Linked DNA regions of Pungitius pungitius: region 2 is linked to region 1. Evidence: chromatin contacts called from public Hi-C data. All regions are on one chromosome and are shown on one strand. The core of a region is the stretch at or near the end of the contact, and the rest is flanking DNA. Distances in the headings are between cores, read along the strand shown.

What was found. A called contact is a pair of places that touch in the nucleus more often than the background predicts.
Region 2: a contact with region 1 is called in a Hi-C map of muscle, with 3 times the contacts expected there. The contact joins the promoter of LOC119227540 here to the promoter of pygl in region 1. A contact is called at or near these places in 2 of 2 Hi-C or Micro-C datasets (both in muscle).

What each region holds. Positions count from the first base shown.
Region 1 is chr14:13,039,841-13,044,674 of fPunPun2.1, reverse strand. pygl (phosphorylase, glycogen, liver) reads left to right here and starts at 1,948. Exons shown (of 20, transcript XM_037486202.2): 1 at 1,948-2,257; 2 at 2,954-3,055; 3 at 3,176-3,254; 4 at 3,643-3,746; 5 at 4,490-4,621. The coding sequence starts at 2,015. It overlaps trim9 (tripartite motif containing 9), which reads left to right. Exons shown (of 10, transcript XM_037486354.2): 10 at 1-686.
Region 2 is chr14:13,170,268-13,175,101 of fPunPun2.1, reverse strand. LOC119227540 (guanine nucleotide-binding protein G(I)/G(S)/G(O) subunit gamma-2) reads right to left here and starts at 2,818. Exons shown (of 4, transcript XM_037486395.2): 1 at 2,573-2,818.

The DNA of each region.
Region 1 (4,834 bases), core at 699-3,198:
AACCTCAGATTCCAGGTCAAATAAACAAAATGGGTTTTATTCATCCAAACAATATCCAGTAGGAGATGACACACACGTCTGTTACTTTTCAACAAACAAATATATTCTCGCTGAACATTTTTTTGGTTGAATAAGTAGTTTTATCCTTTGACATGTAATTGTATGTTTGATGGGGATGATTTTACAAAGTATGTGATTGTAACATTTATTATTTCTAAACCAGCCAAATACACTTTATAGATATTAAACTTGGATAATTTAAAGTCCATCATACGGCCTCAGACTTTTATGAATTAATTAAGTACACACAGTCGCTGGGCGACACTGGGTGTTATATATCCAAATGTACATAAATAAATGTGTGCGTGTGCGTGTGTGTGTGTGTTACCTGCATTTTACATTTTACCTCCAAATTCTTTTTGACCTGTTTGATCTTTGAGGTGAAACGTCATCTTCTGCTGTTATTATTTACAATGATGGTGAAATATGTCTCTGAAGAAAATTATGAACATGAAATGAACATTGTTATAACTTTGATTTTAACACAGTAGGATTATTATGGTTGTCAGGATTATACGTCCATCATTACCACATTACTGCTATTATTATGAAGAAATGAAGTGTAAAATGAGCCTCTGTGTTTTTTTGTATGTGTGAATATTCAATAAATAGGTGTCAACAAGGTCCCCTTTTGTCTCTGTCTGTATTTTACTGTTTGTGAATCAAAGTAGATGTAACGAGGCGATCAATCGAAACCCCTTTTACCTACAGGTACACTTGTCTAATTATGGGGATTATAAATTCACATAATTGATTTTACCTACAATATTTTAGGTGTGCCCCATTAAAAGGTCTACTTATCAAGCCATCAATGTATGTATATATGAAACTAGAATCTATCTATCTATGTATAAATCTATCTATCCATCTATGTACAATTAGGGCAATAAGTATCTGGACCATGACACTGTTTTTCAAAATGCTGCCTCTTTAAGCGCCCCCATTGATTTGAACTGAAGCACTCAATATTTGGTTGAAGTGTAGACTCTCAGCTTTAACTCACTGAATACAAAACCACCCACTTAAAAGTTTTCAAACTACAGCCGTTTTTATACAATCATCCCCATTTTCAGAGATTCAGAAGTAATTGGAAAATTGTTTGCAGGACAGTTTGATGATCCTGTAAAACTGAACCTGAAAGTTTGAGTTCTGGTCTTAAACATTCAAAAAAAATTGGTGGGGTTCTTTGAACACAACAGAGACCTCTGACCTTTGTACATGTTAAGTCCATTTCCATATAACCAATGTAATCGTCCTGGTATTTCATGATTATTCACTTCATAATTATGAAGGTTTAAATGATTGATGTCAGCTGTTGTGTTTGTATTATATTTATTAAATACGGATGTTTGAAATGTATCACACCTAAATATACCACAATAAATCACCAATGAAACACGTCTAAGGCCTTTGCCAGGGTCTGATGGCAGACTTTATTCTTGGGAAATAATAACCTCCTCTAACGACACTCCTTTAATCTTACTGATGTACTTTTTGATGTTTTTTGGCTCATTTCTCATCTGAATTCAAGACGCAGAACAAGAATAAGACCTATGTGTGAATAAATATAATAATTGGAGGATGTCTCGAATCATTATTATTCTGCTACATTATCGGCCGATAAAGTACAGCCTCGTACCTTATTGCTTAAATAATGTGACTCCATCTCAATCTAATCAGAACGCTGGATTTCATCTATCCGTATTATAATTACAAATATTACACAGTATATTTAAAAAAAACACACACAAATACTGACTACCTGCGCCTCCTCGCGCTGCTCAGCGGGGGCCGGCCGGCCGAAACTCCCTCCCCCACGCACTCACCAATCAAAAGCCACAAAAGGAGGAGACTGCTGCGTGAAAATGGGCCACCATCTTACGCGGAAACTTCACTTCCAGCCGGGACCAGTCGACCACTCAAGGACCCTCAGGACAGACCTTGCGGCCCGAGCATGGCGACCCCACTCACCGACCAGGAGAAGCGCAAGCAGATCAGCATCAGGGGCATCGTGGGAGTGGAGAACGTTGCAGAGCTGAAGAAGGGCTTCAATCGCCACCTGCATTTCACTCTGGTGAAAGACAGAAACATTGCAACCCCCAGGGATTACTACTTCGCCCTGGCTCACACAGTGAGGGACCACCTGGTGGGGAGGTGGATCAGAACGCAGCAGTTTTACTATGAAACGGACCCAAAGGTAAAGGTTCCGCCGCACTGCACCTCAGGGGCAGTGATGTAGTGGGTTGAAAGAGTTTGGCAAGAGACACTTGCACCGCAGAAAATATATATTACAGGTGAAACTCGAAAAATTCTCATTACATTTCAGTAATTCAACTTAAATGTGAAACTAAATCTATAGACTCATTACATGCAAAGTGAGATATTTCAAGCCTTTGTTTGATATCATTTTGATGATTATGGCTATAAAATATACAATCTTTGATTGTCAAAACTACCCAGAAATGTGTTTCACATGTAGATGATGTTTGCAATTTTACTTTAAGTACAAATGGAATAAATTCTGCTTACTTCATTTCAGGTCATATCGACTGTGTCTTTTGATGAAAAACAAATCATTTATTCTCTAGATCATGCATGCATACATTTAGTATGTATTTTATTTATGTATGGAAAGGAGTCTTCAGCAATGTTTATCGGTGCCCAAAAACTTTCAAGAGGTTCTTTGTTCGGTTATTGCATCATGTTTACTCTGCCAGCTATTTGCTCGTTCCATTTTCATCTATTTACTGCTCGCCTCCAAACCGCTTTCTCTGCACCTTCACGAAGTATAACACAAATATTTGTTTTCAATTTGTTTTGGATCCATAACATCTCTGAAAAGAGGAAGCCTGCAGATAAAGATATTTTCTTCTCTTTTTCTCCACATGTTCAGAGGGTGTATTATCTGTCTCTGGAGTTCTACATGGGCAGGACGCTCCAAAACACGATGATCAACCTGGGGCTGCAGAACGCCTGCGATGAGGCCATCTACCAGGTCAGACTCAAGTTTACAGGAAACAAGGAACATCTGCAAACACGACCCCCCCGCCCCCCATATTTAATGCTCATAATGACTGCCAGTTTTGAAAAACCTGTGCGTTCCCCTTTGCTGCAGCTCGGGCTGGACATGGAGGAGCTGGAGGAGATGGAGGAGGATGCAGGTCTGGGGAACGGAGGCCTGGGCCGACTCGCAGGTACCAAAAATACTACAGATATTGGTACCTGCGGTAGACTGATAGAAAGAGATGATATTTTTATTGTATTTCACCCCTCTAACACGATTCAGTTGCAGAGGGAAAGAAATAGAAAAGCTTTAAATCCAACAGTAAATGAGTCAACAACAAATACACAAAGGAAAACACTTTATCTCACACAACAATACTCCATCATCATCATTTCCTATATATTTTGGCAGGTGTCCATCAAATACCTCTGTGTTCCTGTTTAAAGCAACAGGCAGCCACAGACATGTTGCAACACAATGGGCATTACCCCACTAACTGTCATTCTGATGTTTCACATCAGCCCAATTGTGTATTTTTGTCAATTACAAAATTATTTTTTTCTTTGTTTTGCACACAGCATGCTTCTTGGACTCCATGGCCACCTTGGGTCTTGCAGCGTACGGTTACGGCATTCGATATGAATATGGAATCTTTAACCAGAAGATAAGAGACGGCTGGCAGGTAACTGCAGGAACAGATGTGGTTTTTCTGCAAAATGTTCATCCAAAGGCCGTCAGCTATTTAGCAACTCTTTGGCCTTCAAAACACAAAAGCCTTGTTTTGAACTAACATGACCAGTTATCTCCCTAGTTCATAGATCCATTCTAATCTTTAACTTTGAAATTCAGGATTCTGCTGCTGACCCATGTTCATGTGTTCATTTGTTGTCTGAGTGCAGCAGGGCTAAAGTAGACATGGGTGAGGTCAGGATACATTACAGGCTAATCATTAACAGGAACTTGCACGTACCGCAGTGGCGCAAGGGCTGCTGCTGGTTGGTTTTCGATGGAAAGACAAAATGCATATTGCGTATCCCGTGATAAGAGACCCCCAAACTAAAGACTTTAGCCCTTTTGATTTCTCCTGGTTGTTTGCTGTTCAGAACCAGAGTGTAAATATGAACTTCTGAACTGGATTCAAGCTCTGTGTTTTCTTACTAGGGTGGATGAACCCATTTCATCCCTGCTGCTAGTCAGCACTTCAGACAAATATGATCAAATATATAAACCCAATGACCCTGATTGGGCTTGATATACCTCCTGTAACTTGGTTCATTCACATTCATTTGTCTTACCTCAACATGCTGCATTCAGAGGCCTGATGAGGTAGACATTACTACAGTTTTGCTAAATGCTTCTTCATTCTATCTGGACAGCAGCATCTCCAACACATTTTGATCCCTTCTCTGTCCGACCTTTTCGTAGGTGGAGGAGGCGGATGATTGGCTGAGGCATGGAAACCCGTGGGAGAAAGCCCGTCCAGAGTACATGTTGCCGGTTCACTTCTATGGACGGGTAGAGGAGACGAAAGATGGCTCCAAATGGGTCGACACTCAGGTACTGAAGATGAGTTTAGATCACTACAAAAATAGCGACAAATAGTAAAAAATGGCAGCTGTGTGTTGATATTATTTAATCTCAGAATTCTTTTAAAAAGCTTTTTTCCATTGATGGGTCTCAACACACATCTATTGTTATTAATTTTTATTCCAATCAAAATGTGGCCTCTGAGTAAGATAACCGGTTTTTACTCTGGTTCCCTTTCATTCA
Region 2 (4,834 bases), core at 1,569-4,068, 130 kb before region 1:
GTGTGTGTGTGCGCGCGCGTGTGTTGGGGTTGAATCTAGGTCCCTGAAGGGGGGAGGGGAGAAGGCAGTGGCCCAGGAAATGATGCATCCTCTGGGAGTCGAGGAAGCAGCGGGGAAGAGGCTTATTGCTCCGGGGAGCACAAATGTAGTCTATTATGTTTATCAAATCAAACAATCAAGGCCCGGCTTGTTTCTTCTTTGTTAGATTAAAGCAGTGACCGAGTGGGTTTCTTTCACGCAAACGTTTTGAGACTCGCATTTTCAACCTTTGAAATGCGTGTTATGTAACAGCAGAGTGGTATGTGGGGAAGAAACAATGCAACACCGCCATCTATGAAGACATGTGCTTTTGTGCTGCTTGATATACAATGCTGGTGAGCTTTCGCTTTATTCCCCTGGACACGTCTGTTGGAAGTTGGCCATCCTGTGAGGCCTCCTTGTGTATTTTAAAGGGTTAACCTCCTGCCCCTCGTGTCACAAATGATCGTGTTACCGAGCGTAAAAGTTCATTGAAGTTCTCTCCTCCGCGTTTCGACCTCGATGCTTCTGCAGGATTTCCCGCATTTGCTCAGAGCGAGGAGGCATAAACACACTTTTCCTGTGGAATCAATCGGCATGCCAAGAATAACACGGCCGGACTCCTGGGCTGTTAACAATATTACAAACATCCGGGCTTGTTTAGAGGCTGCTGAGAGCCCGAGTGCGCCGCTCGGACCGTTCATCCAACTGTAGGATAGGCCGAAAGCCATGAAAGGGATTTCATCCGACCTGTCGGGAACTTTGGTTTGTAGCTCGTGCTTCTACTTGAGAGCTGGACTCGAGTCAGACGAACGTTGCAAAAATGCTGACTTGACTTGGACGACTGCAAGAAGATTGGACTTCCTAAGGATTTAGGAGTCCCAGAGGACACCAAGAAAAGAGGACCTAATAGTTTGGTCCTAGGAGCTGTGAAAACGACACACTTTCTCAGTTGCACTGTGAGTCAGACTCAAGTGGAACGAGTGAAAATATGACTTCAGGGACCAGCAGGTCGTCTAAAGACTTTGTTGGACAAGACCCAAAAGGAAGTCAAACTTGACAGGTGAGAGACTTATCTGACTCAGACTTGTGTTGACCATTAAACACAACAACAACAACAAAGCCTCAAGGGCTTGAGACTTGTTTGGACAAGACTTGTAATGAGTCCCAAAAGGCTCAAAAACATTTACAGTATGTCCAAACTATGTTGCATACATCTGGTCCAAAAGCTGGCTGGAAACTGATGATTTTCACTTTCTTTCACAGGCTTGAGACTTGGTTTGACAAGATTTGGCTCCCGTCTCTAGATGCTTCTTTTCAGACAAACCACAGCACGACGGATTAGGGTTGGAACCCAAAATCAACACAGTGAGCGTGTGCGCAGTACAAAGGTCAAAGCACCCTTCCCACCTCCTGCTACTTGAGTTATGCTTCTAGGAAGCTCGGCCAAAGGATGGATGGAAATTTGGGAGAAAGCAGTGACGGAAGTGGAGAGTGTAATGTGGATCCTTCCTCCCTCTCTGCTTTCTATCCGTCTGACTCGACTATTTCTGTTGTGCTCGGAGAAATCTCTCGAGGCTTCCGACGTGTCTTGTTAATCGTTGCAAGCTCTTCAAGCATGAACCTCGACGCATGTGTGAAACGATCTGTGGCCTCGGAGCAGCTTGCCCAGGAAATACAATGCTGGACCACACGGGCGCGTGAGCTGTTGCGTAATTTGGACTTGCTGTGTGCGTTTGTAACAGGCCTGGAAATGCAACACACACGATTGGACGGTTTAATGCGAGTCGTACGTGACGACGCGTTCGAGTGACGAGCATAGAGTGGGAAAAACAGAGCATCTGTCTTTGTTTTCTTTTTTTCACCTTTCTGTGAACGCATGGTGCTGTCAGCGACTGTATCTCTCTATGAGCAACATAAAAACACCGAACCCCTCCTCCTTCTTCTCCTCCTCCTCCTCCTCCTCTCCCAGCCATCTGCCTGATTAAGCCACTACACAGATTGTGTGTGGTCGACTGCTTTCTCCTCGCCGTATGAAGGGTGGGAGTTGTCAATGGGAATGGAAAACCTCACAGGAGGCGTGTGGGATTCCTCTCCGGTCTGTATCGTCTGAGACCCCTTTTTCCTCATCTCCCCGTTTTTCACCACCCCCCCCCCCCCTCTCTGTCTTCTTCATTGTAAAAATATCCCCCAGACTAAACAGATGCCGCTAATTCCTCTGACTACACTTCGAGGATCGGCCACATCCTTGAGGGAGGAAAAGAAGGGAGGAAGAAAAGAAGGGACCCTCTTCTCTTCTTCACCCCTCTCATGAAAGAGGGTGCGAGATGGGTGGGGCGAGGGGGGTCTGGAGAATGTAAAAGGGAGGAGGGGATTCCAGGATGTGCGCCAGCCGGCATCTATCTTGTCCCTCGAGCGCTGACAAAACGACAGCGTTGATTATGAACGACCCCCCCTCTCTGGAACACACCCTGTTTTTGATGTGATTAACGCCATCAAAACAGGAGAATGTCAAATAACAATACGCAGCCAAGAGAAGATTTTCAAATCCTACCTGTTTGGTTGTATGCGTGGTCTCTTTCTGGGATGCCAAAACACATGGAGCCCTGTGGAGTAGTATCCACGCGTCCTCCCCCCGTTCTGCCACACAAACACACACACGCTCAGCCAGCGAGGCAGGAGTACATCCACACACACTCCTCTCTCTGTACGCCTCTCTCTCTCTCTCCCTCCCTCTCTCTCTCTGCTCCAGCTGAGATCCTCCCTGCCTCCCTCCTCACTGCTGCTGAGTCTCCACCCTTCAGCCCAACGCTCAGGCTGCACGAAACCACCCTCCTCCTCCTCCTCCGTCCATCTATTTACTGCTATCAGAGTACGCGCCCTCTGTCTCCCAAAGGTCCACGGGAAAAGACTCTGACCACCTTCAGTGAAAAGATTACGTTACATGTCATTGAGCTGACGCAAAATGAGGGCATTTCAACCATAAGGATACAAACCCAAAAGAACACGAAACAAAGTGCAATTTAAATAAATAAGCTCATTTACAACTTGCTACAGGTAAGAGCCATTAAGTGCTATAATTGGTTAGTGTTTTTAGTCAAGGTATAGTCTGAAGAGGTGTGTCTTAGTTTGTGGTGGAAGACGTAGAGGCTCTCTGTGCTCATGATGAGCTCATCCCACCATCTGGGAGCCAGGACAGCGAAGAGTCGCGATGTCGCCGAGTGCTTTTCTCTCAGAGAGGGAGGAACAAGCCGCTTGGCAGATGCAGAGCGGAGTGTGCGGGTTGGGATGGAGGGTTTCACCATGTCCTGGATGTAGACTGGACCCGATCCATTCACAGCATGGTACGTGAGCACCAATGTTTCTAAGTGGATGCGGGCAGCCACTGGTAACCAGTGAAGAGAACGGAGGAGTGTGTGGGAGAACACACGGTTAAAGACTATATGTGTCCTCTGACATTTTCATTTAGCACCATGTCACTATGATTCAAATGGGTCCAATAGTTTAATGACACAAGATACCTGCAAAAATGAAGACATTTGCATTCCCATATTTATAACCAAATTAAAAAAACTACAGGAAGAGAATCAATTTAAAGAAATAATATGGATTGTACTCTGATAAATGGCTTCCTAGTTAGTCTTGTATATTTCTGATCGCATGCCTGTGTTCACACTTTCCTGTTTTCCCGAGAGCATGCTGTAGATCTGCTTCCATGCACGTGCGCGCTTTGCCTGAGGCTAAACTCGGCTCCCGTTACTCATCTTCGCCCTACTGTCTGAGCTGAACGTCACGTTTTCTGTGAATCACATTTCCCTCAACTTCCTTCAGGCAGACATGATGCTGCGCGAAAACCTACGATAACAGTGCGCAACCGACAAGAGGCGGTGGAGAAAAGAGGAGGGAGATGGAGAATACGTGAGTCACGGTTCCTGCGGAGGCATCACAAGCAGCCTCGGTCACCAGGGACAACGTGGTGGCCTGTGAAAGCCCTTCCTGGGTCCCCCAAGCCACTGGTTTCTGTCTCGAATTCTCCTTCTTACTAGTAGTTCTCCTGCTTGTCAATGAACTCTCCTGTCATTCCAGATCCTGTTATCAACGCGAGATCATCTCTCATTCCCTTCACCTGGTCCTCATGCCCGTCCCACCTGCAGCCCTTTCCCTCATTAGTTCCTCACTATTTAGGTCCCCACACTTGCACTTGCCTTCTGCCAGATGGTCTTGTGTGTTACTGCTAAGCGCTCCAGTGTATATTGATTTTTGTTCCTGATGTGCCTGTTTCAGCCCTGTTTGCATGACTACCCAAACTAGGATTTGTTGGACTGATATCCCGGTTTTGACCCTGCCTGAACAAGAGTAAAGAACTCGTCCCCGACTTGTGATTTTGGGTTCAAGTACCTGTAATCCTTTCGGAATCTGACTTCCTCCAAAAGGCCTCTCCGATGAGCTCAGGAACACTGTCATCTGTCAGGATGCCATTAAGTTCTCTACAAACTTAATCATTAATTATACAAAGGTGGTTACTGACGCCACTTTTTATTAATTTAAATCCTCAATGTTCAGGTGGGTTTGATAAGTTTTCATTAAGATTACTTGTGAGTTCCATAAACTCAACCTTTAAACTATATATCCACCATTTGAAACAATTATAAACTTAACATTTATATTGTTATGGATCAATATTTCCACTTCCCTGCTCACCCGCTGGCTAGATGTCAACCACACAACATTCCACTTGCAGCTGCAGACACCTCTGGCCTTGTTGAGCTTCAGCAGAGACGGCAACAGGGAGACCCTTCATCACTGGAGATGGGAT